Linked DNA regions of Hordeum vulgare: region 2 is linked to region 1. The links are chromatin contacts, called in public Hi-C maps. All regions are on one chromosome and are shown on one strand. Each heading gives the region's core, a stretch centred on a gene start, on an enhancer-like site or on the middle of the called end of the contact. The rest is flanking DNA. Distances are from core to core; before and after follow the strand shown.

Evidence for each region. Hi-C and Micro-C count contacts between places; a contact is called where the count stands out from the background.
Region 2: a Hi-C map of leaf shows a contact between it and region 1, with 2.0 times the contacts expected there. The contact joins two enhancer-like sites. A contact is called at or near these places in 2 of 6 Hi-C or Micro-C datasets (leaf and seedling).

Annotation. Positions count from the first base shown.
Region 1 is chr6H:180,349,616-180,352,946 of MorexV3_pseudomolecules_assembly, forward strand. No RefSeq gene overlaps it. Among protein-coding and RNA genes, the nearest start is that of LOC123402382, 230 kb to the left of the region's middle. Within about 2 kb of position 1,861, at least 3 of the 3 cell types and tissues checked have open chromatin away from gene starts, as enhancers often do. A contact at or near this core is called in leaf, where this site is marked.
Region 2 is chr6H:180,554,427-180,557,757 of MorexV3_pseudomolecules_assembly, forward strand. No RefSeq gene overlaps it. Among protein-coding and RNA genes, the nearest start is that of LOC123404091, 80 kb to the right of the region's middle. Within about 2 kb of position 1,470, at least 1 of the 3 cell types and tissues checked has open chromatin away from gene starts, as enhancers often do. A contact at or near this core is called in leaf, where this site is marked.

The sequences.
Region 1 (3,331 bases), core at 611-3,110:
AATGAAAGCAAATCTATAAAAAGTTTTCTAGTAGTAGTGGGGGGCTTAAGACAACCAATGCACATGCCCTAAAGTGCCCTCTCTTTTAGACATTGAACAAGCAAATTGCACATCACAAGAAGTCCTATTTAACATCGAGGCCTATATATCGCATGTACCAAGAGTTACTTTTGTCTAGCATGTATCACAAGTACCTTCCGTCTTGCCTCTCGCGCTTCGTTAGTGGGCCAACCTAACACGGTAGCTGCAAGGAGTGTTTTAGGAAAGCTTCCACATATCGGTTTGGTCCGATTTTAGAAGCTTCAATGTTTTTCTTTGGGTTTGTTTTTCATTGATTTTCACATCTTTCATTAGCTTTCTTTGTTTCATTTTGGTTTCTTTGTTTAGCTCAGTTTTTTTCTTGTTTTTTTATCCTTTTTTCAAATACATTTCAAATTTTCAATATGCATTTTACATTTTTATAGATGCATAACTTTTTTCGAAACACATTAAATATTTTTGTAATACATGATAAACATTTTTTCAGAAACATATTTTTAAATATATATTCAGATAAATACTAAATATTTTCAAGTACGCATTGAACATTCTTTTGAAAGCTATGAATCATTTTTAATCTACATGGACATTTCTTTTACACTATATAAAGTCTTTTACAATGTCACAATCATTTTCTTAGAACGGGTGAACATTTATTAGAAACGTTGTCTTAAGGATATGAAACATTTGTCCAAACTATGAAAATAGTTTTTTCTTTGCATAAACATCTTCAAAAAATCTGATGAATATATTTTTTGAAACGCATACAATGTTTTTTCAATGAATGAATAATATATTTTTTATTGTGTTAATAAAATTCAAAAACAATTGTCATATCATTTCCATAAAATGCGTGAATAATTTTTTAATGCTATCAACAATTTTGAAAAGTTGCACATATATTGTCAACACTGCACAAACATTTTTCTTAGTGGGAAGTGAACGTTTTTAGGGAATTAAGAAAATTAGTTTTGTATTTATATTTAGAATATTTGAACATATAAAAAATAGAAAGAAAATGGGCATCTCACGGTATGCCATGTGTTTTCTTTTGATCTTTTACATTTTCCTTCCTTCTTTTAGTTTTTTATTTCCGGTTTTGTTGTCTTTCCTCTTTATTTTTTTTCATTTCATTTTAATGTTTTTTAATTGTAAAATTCTCAAATAATTTTGCAATTATAGGATTTCTTTCTAATTCGGCGAACATGTTTTGATTTGTTTATATCTTGAATTCGTTTGAATTCTTGAACTTTTCTGATTGCATGAATATTTTTTAATATTTTTAAATACTGTGTAGATTCATGAGCATTGTTTTGAATCCTTAACATTCTATGAAATACGGGAACTATTCAAATTTGTGAATTTTTTTGTGAACCAGAGTATCTTTTTAAAATACGCGATAGTTTTTTTGAAATTCATAACATTCTTCAATAGATTTTTTTTTCTGAAATTTAGAATATTGATCTCCAAGAACATTTTTTAAATCCAATACTTATTTTTCGATCCTAGAACATTTCAAATTCTTTAACCATCTTAATAATTTCGATTACATTTTATGAATCTTGATCATTTTTTAAATTTAAATTTTTTTATAAAAAGTTGTGTGTCCGCCCCGCACTTTTTTAAAAATTTCAAATACATGTAAATTTTTGAATTTCTATTTTTGCATCCCAAACTTTTTTGATATTGGAATCCGTGATGTTTTTTTAAGTTAAACAAAGAAACCAAAAAAGTTGTGTGTCCGCCCCGCACTTGGGCTGTCCATAACACGGAGATGGGGAGGGGTGTGTGTGTGGGTTGGGGAGGGGGGGCTCGATTTCTTCCTTTCCTCCGTGCCATGTAGGGAATAGATGATGAATGTTGCCCATGAGGCAAAGCAAAAGCCGCCCCATTTCATGCCTTGCGACAATTGAGCCAGTCCTATCTAGAGACATATCTGCTATTAGTACGCCGCGGTCGTGTAGCGATTAAATTTTGTTTTGTTGTTTTCTTGTTTCATGCATAGGAGGTCGACGTGCCATTTCTAAACCAAAGCATGGGCGGCTGCTTACGTGGGCCAGACCAAACAATGTAAGCTGGAGGCTCAGGCGCGGCTGCCGCTTTGTCCGATGCTCAGGCACGGCTCGCCTGCATCGAGCCCAAACTGGCCCTGCCCTGTAGCAATAAGGCGTCATCCTTTTTTCCTTTAACTTTTTTGTTCTTATTAATTTTGTTTATATTTTGGAACACTTTAAACATATATACAAATGTTTTCTATAACCCGATGGTAGTTACCACCACTTGAGTTTTATATGTTGTATGTACTATTTATCAAATTTATGAGAATGTACGCGTAGTATACAGTATTTGAAACATATTTTAGGTGTATACGGGATATGTATAACATGATTGAAAAAACTAGAAATTTTAATAATGTGTACCAAAAAGTTTTAACCATGTGTATGAAAAAAGTCTGTGACAATTTTAAAATGTCATATGCTTAAAAATTTGTACTGAAATTTAGAAAATGCTTATAAAACCTAAACAAATTCTGTGTGTTTCATGAAAATGTTTCGTACATTCAAAATAATAGTATGTGACATTTAATAAATGATTGTCAAGTTTAAATAATATATTCGTGACATTTTCAAAAGTAATCGTACAGTTTACAAATATGTTTGCATAGTAAAAATTAGATTTTTTTATCACTCAGAAAAATATTGAGCACGTATTGAAAAAAATGTTTGAACACGGATTTGAAAAGGAATATTCACAACATGTTTTGGTAAAATTGTTAAATATGTATTTGAAATATATGAAACGAGTATTAAATATTATATTACATGTATGACAAAGTAGATATGTGTTGAAAAAAAGGAAAAAATCCCAACAACGAAATAAAAGACCGAAAAACAAAAATAAAATAAATATAAATAGAAAAACAGAAAAAGAAAATAAAGGTAACCAGTGCATAAAAACAAACAAAACTGAAAACATAGTGAACAAAGAATGAAAAATGAAGAATGCCGGTGAAGAAAAAAATAAAACCGAGAAAACAACAACTGAAAGACGAATAATCAATGGTCAGCGACTAAACACGACGCAACTGAAGCTGTCTGGTGACACAGCTAATGCGACACGACGCGACTGGAACTGTGTCGCCCGTGGGCGATTCCTATGTGGAATCGGTATGGACGACATATATCTGTCGCGCTCGCGAGTGAGGGAACTCCTAGCTGCCGCTCGCTGCGGCAGGGGACGGTCCCACATACAGAGGACGCCTTACTGGGCCAGCCCAACTTTTTTTTTCTAA
Region 2 (3,331 bases), core at 220-2,719, 200 kb after region 1:
TCCGACCTCCATGTTTGCATGTCCAACGCCCTCAATCTCAACCACTCTTTTACAATTCACGAGGTGCCCATAATGAATCGGCATTTGAAGTAAAGAAGATGCTTTGTCTCGTTTGCTCTCCTGCAAAGGGTGCAAATCCTGCGGGCTAACTTTGACTATAGTTGTTTAGTAAGATTTTATTTGCATGAGTAGTGACGGGAGGGAAATTTTTGATTTAACTGTGATTTTCTAAAGATTTAATTTAAATGAGTTAATGCAAGACGTTGTTTTGAAAAATTATCAATTTAATTGACTTAATACACATGTCATATGGGCCGTTTAAATTGGTTGCGTTTGACGTAATTTAGTGTTTGACGAGGGGTTGGCCGGAATGAGCGAGACTACAAACTCGCTTTTTAAGTACGAGAGATGTGATCGTTTTTCTCTATCTCAAATAGGTGGACCCTTTGTTTAATTGTAAATATGCGCTTGCATGTGAAAGGGAAAATGAGCCGGCTGACTTTACCAACTGTTAGAGTTTCCTGACATAATGATGATACTCATTTTTTTTTTAATTTTTTTTTTTGCGGGGAATGATGATACTCAAATCTTGTTACGTCTTTGTTCTCCTGCCAAATTTGAATCAAAGTTGGCGGCATGTACAATTATAAATTAGTACGCGTATGATGGGTACCTTTTTGTGATTATTACGGATATACGTATGCATGGACGTTTCAGGTTTGAGTAAATATACAGAGACCATGGTTTTGGTCAAGGACATGATGTTTTGACTAACAAGTTAGTTAGCCTTTCATATCGGAACAAGCCAAATTCTCGGCAGACTAAACTAAAAGGATATACGTGCGCGTTGATTTACATCACATCTGACGACTCGACTGCCCGACTCCGATAAATGTTAAGCAAGTTTTCTCGACATGCCGGACGCGCTCAACGCATTTGACTTGAACAACTACACTGATTTCAGCAGCGGAGGAAGAGAACAAGAACGACGGTTTCAATCACGTAGTATTGGAGGTAGGGTTAAAGACTGAAAAGTAGACAGAGACATAACCACTTTATTTTCTCACAAGAGAAACTGGCGCTTTCTTCTCTGTTTCGCTAGTTTCGGTGTGATTTGCATGCAGATATGTGCTGGCCATGGATATACGGATAGAAAAGTATATATCAAAGTTCGTGCAATGGAAGCAGATTCCTTGGGAACGTTTCGATGCAAATGCACTTTTAAAACACAAAAGAATGTTTTATATATCACATGTATTTGACACACACCTGAAAATCATTTTCTTTGTTTACAAATACTTGTTAAAAAAATGAATACAGAGAAAGTATTTCTATGGCTCAAGTTGATTGTGTGTCAACTTGAACCAGAGACAGCCGGAAAAAAGAAAAACTGAGCCGGAGACAACAGAGGCCACGACGTCCTTGAAAGAGCGAGCCAGGACGTGTGACAAACGACTGTTCGGTCAGTGGTATGCGGCAAAGGGTTGACGTGCATCCGCTTCGGCCGTCGATTTTTTATATTTCTGGCGACCAAGGTTTAGTCGACCTTCTTCTGTTTTTCATATATGTAAATTATCTTGAGTGGTTTTCATATATGTAACTAATTGGGTTAGGGTTCTCACGGGCCAGGTTGATGGAGAGGGGGCCAGAACTGAGCGCTAGCTCTCTGGTCGAGCCCAACTGCAAATTCACACCAGCCAGCTGTAACTGTTTTAAGCGTGGATAATGTTCTTTTGTACTCTCTCCGTCTTTAAATATAATTTTTTTAAAGGTTTTACCAATTCATTCATTTTGTTTCGTATGTAAACCTCTAGTGAAATATTTTAAAAGATTTATATTTAGAAGCGGAAGGAGTAACAAACTAGCTTATTGTGAATATATTCTTTTGCATAACAATTTACATATATCGATACGGATGGGTTAATAAAATAATATATCCTGACTCGTGAATCAAAGACCAGCACCTTGCTCTAGCTATATACGCTATCTAACTGGTCTTTAATCCCCCTTTGGAACGATTCGGCAGTTACTAAAGAAAATATTGAATCCGATCGAAGCATTACTTTCAGCAAGAATTTGGAATATGAGTATCGCATTTTGGCATCATGATGATTTATCCAATTGGTTCGACTCTTCCTTTTTGTTCCTGGCACAAAGTGGTGGTACTTGGTTGTTGGAGGAAGACGCAAGATTCATTTCCTCATGATGGAGGAATTGCAGCAACGGAATATATGACCTACTAGTTAAAATAGACACCAAAATAGGTATATCAGATTCTAGTTAGTCGGTGCATAGAGTTGCCACTTTGCAAGAGATCTATCTTCCACGATGACAGAACAAAGCGGTGCAAAGGAGCCCGAAAATCATCGGGTAACCTATATGCACATCATTATGCAACGTTGGTCTCCAAAGTGGTTTGAAAAGTTGCTCGCGCCCACACTCTCCCCCAACCCACTAGCCATCCATATAACCTACGCATACGCTTTGTAGGAAGCCACCTTTTATCAATCTGGTATCAGCTGTCTCAGGCCCGATCATGTTTGCCCCTCTGTCTACCGCCTCCCAACCGCCACCTGTCACCACCACGCCGCGAGCCCACTCAGGGCCGATCACCGACGCGCCACCACCCGCCACTGCATCCATCGTCTTCACGCCGGTAGAGATGACTGCGGTACTTCAGGAGCTCGGGTAGGCGATCGCGGGAATCCGCAACTTCCTCACGGGTCCCTATGGCCCGCCGCCGCCCGGCACCTTCACCACGCCCGTGACGTATCAGCAGCCGCAGTGGCTGCCGCCACCGTCGTGACCACCCCTCCCTCCCAGGGCGTCGCGCCTGCCGTCTCGGGAGCGCTATCGGGACCGCGGGTCCCCATCCACCAACTACGGTTCCCCCCGTCGCTGTCTACATTGCCGTCGTGGCTAGCCGGCTCCATCGGCCCGGTCCACACGACATCCCCGGTTCAGCCACACCATCCGCCGGTCGTTTTGTCGCACCAGGCCGCGCCGTATGGCGGGTCCTCACGCGCCCCCGTACCCTACGTCGGCGTCACACCCCCTCTTCCAGGGCGGGCCCCTGGTACCAACCTTCCCGGTCATGGCCTCCTCACCAGCTGGCGCCAACGGCGCACTCCCATATGTTGTTCACGCCACGCAGCCGCCGCACTTCTCCAAGCTTGAGTTTGCGACCTTCGACGGTTCTGTCGACCCTCTGAACTGACTCAACCAATGCGAGCAGTTTTTCCGGGGGCAGCGCACCCTCGCATCCGACCGCACCTAGATCGCCTCCTACCACCTGCGGGATGCGGCTGAGACATGGTACTACGCCCTCGAA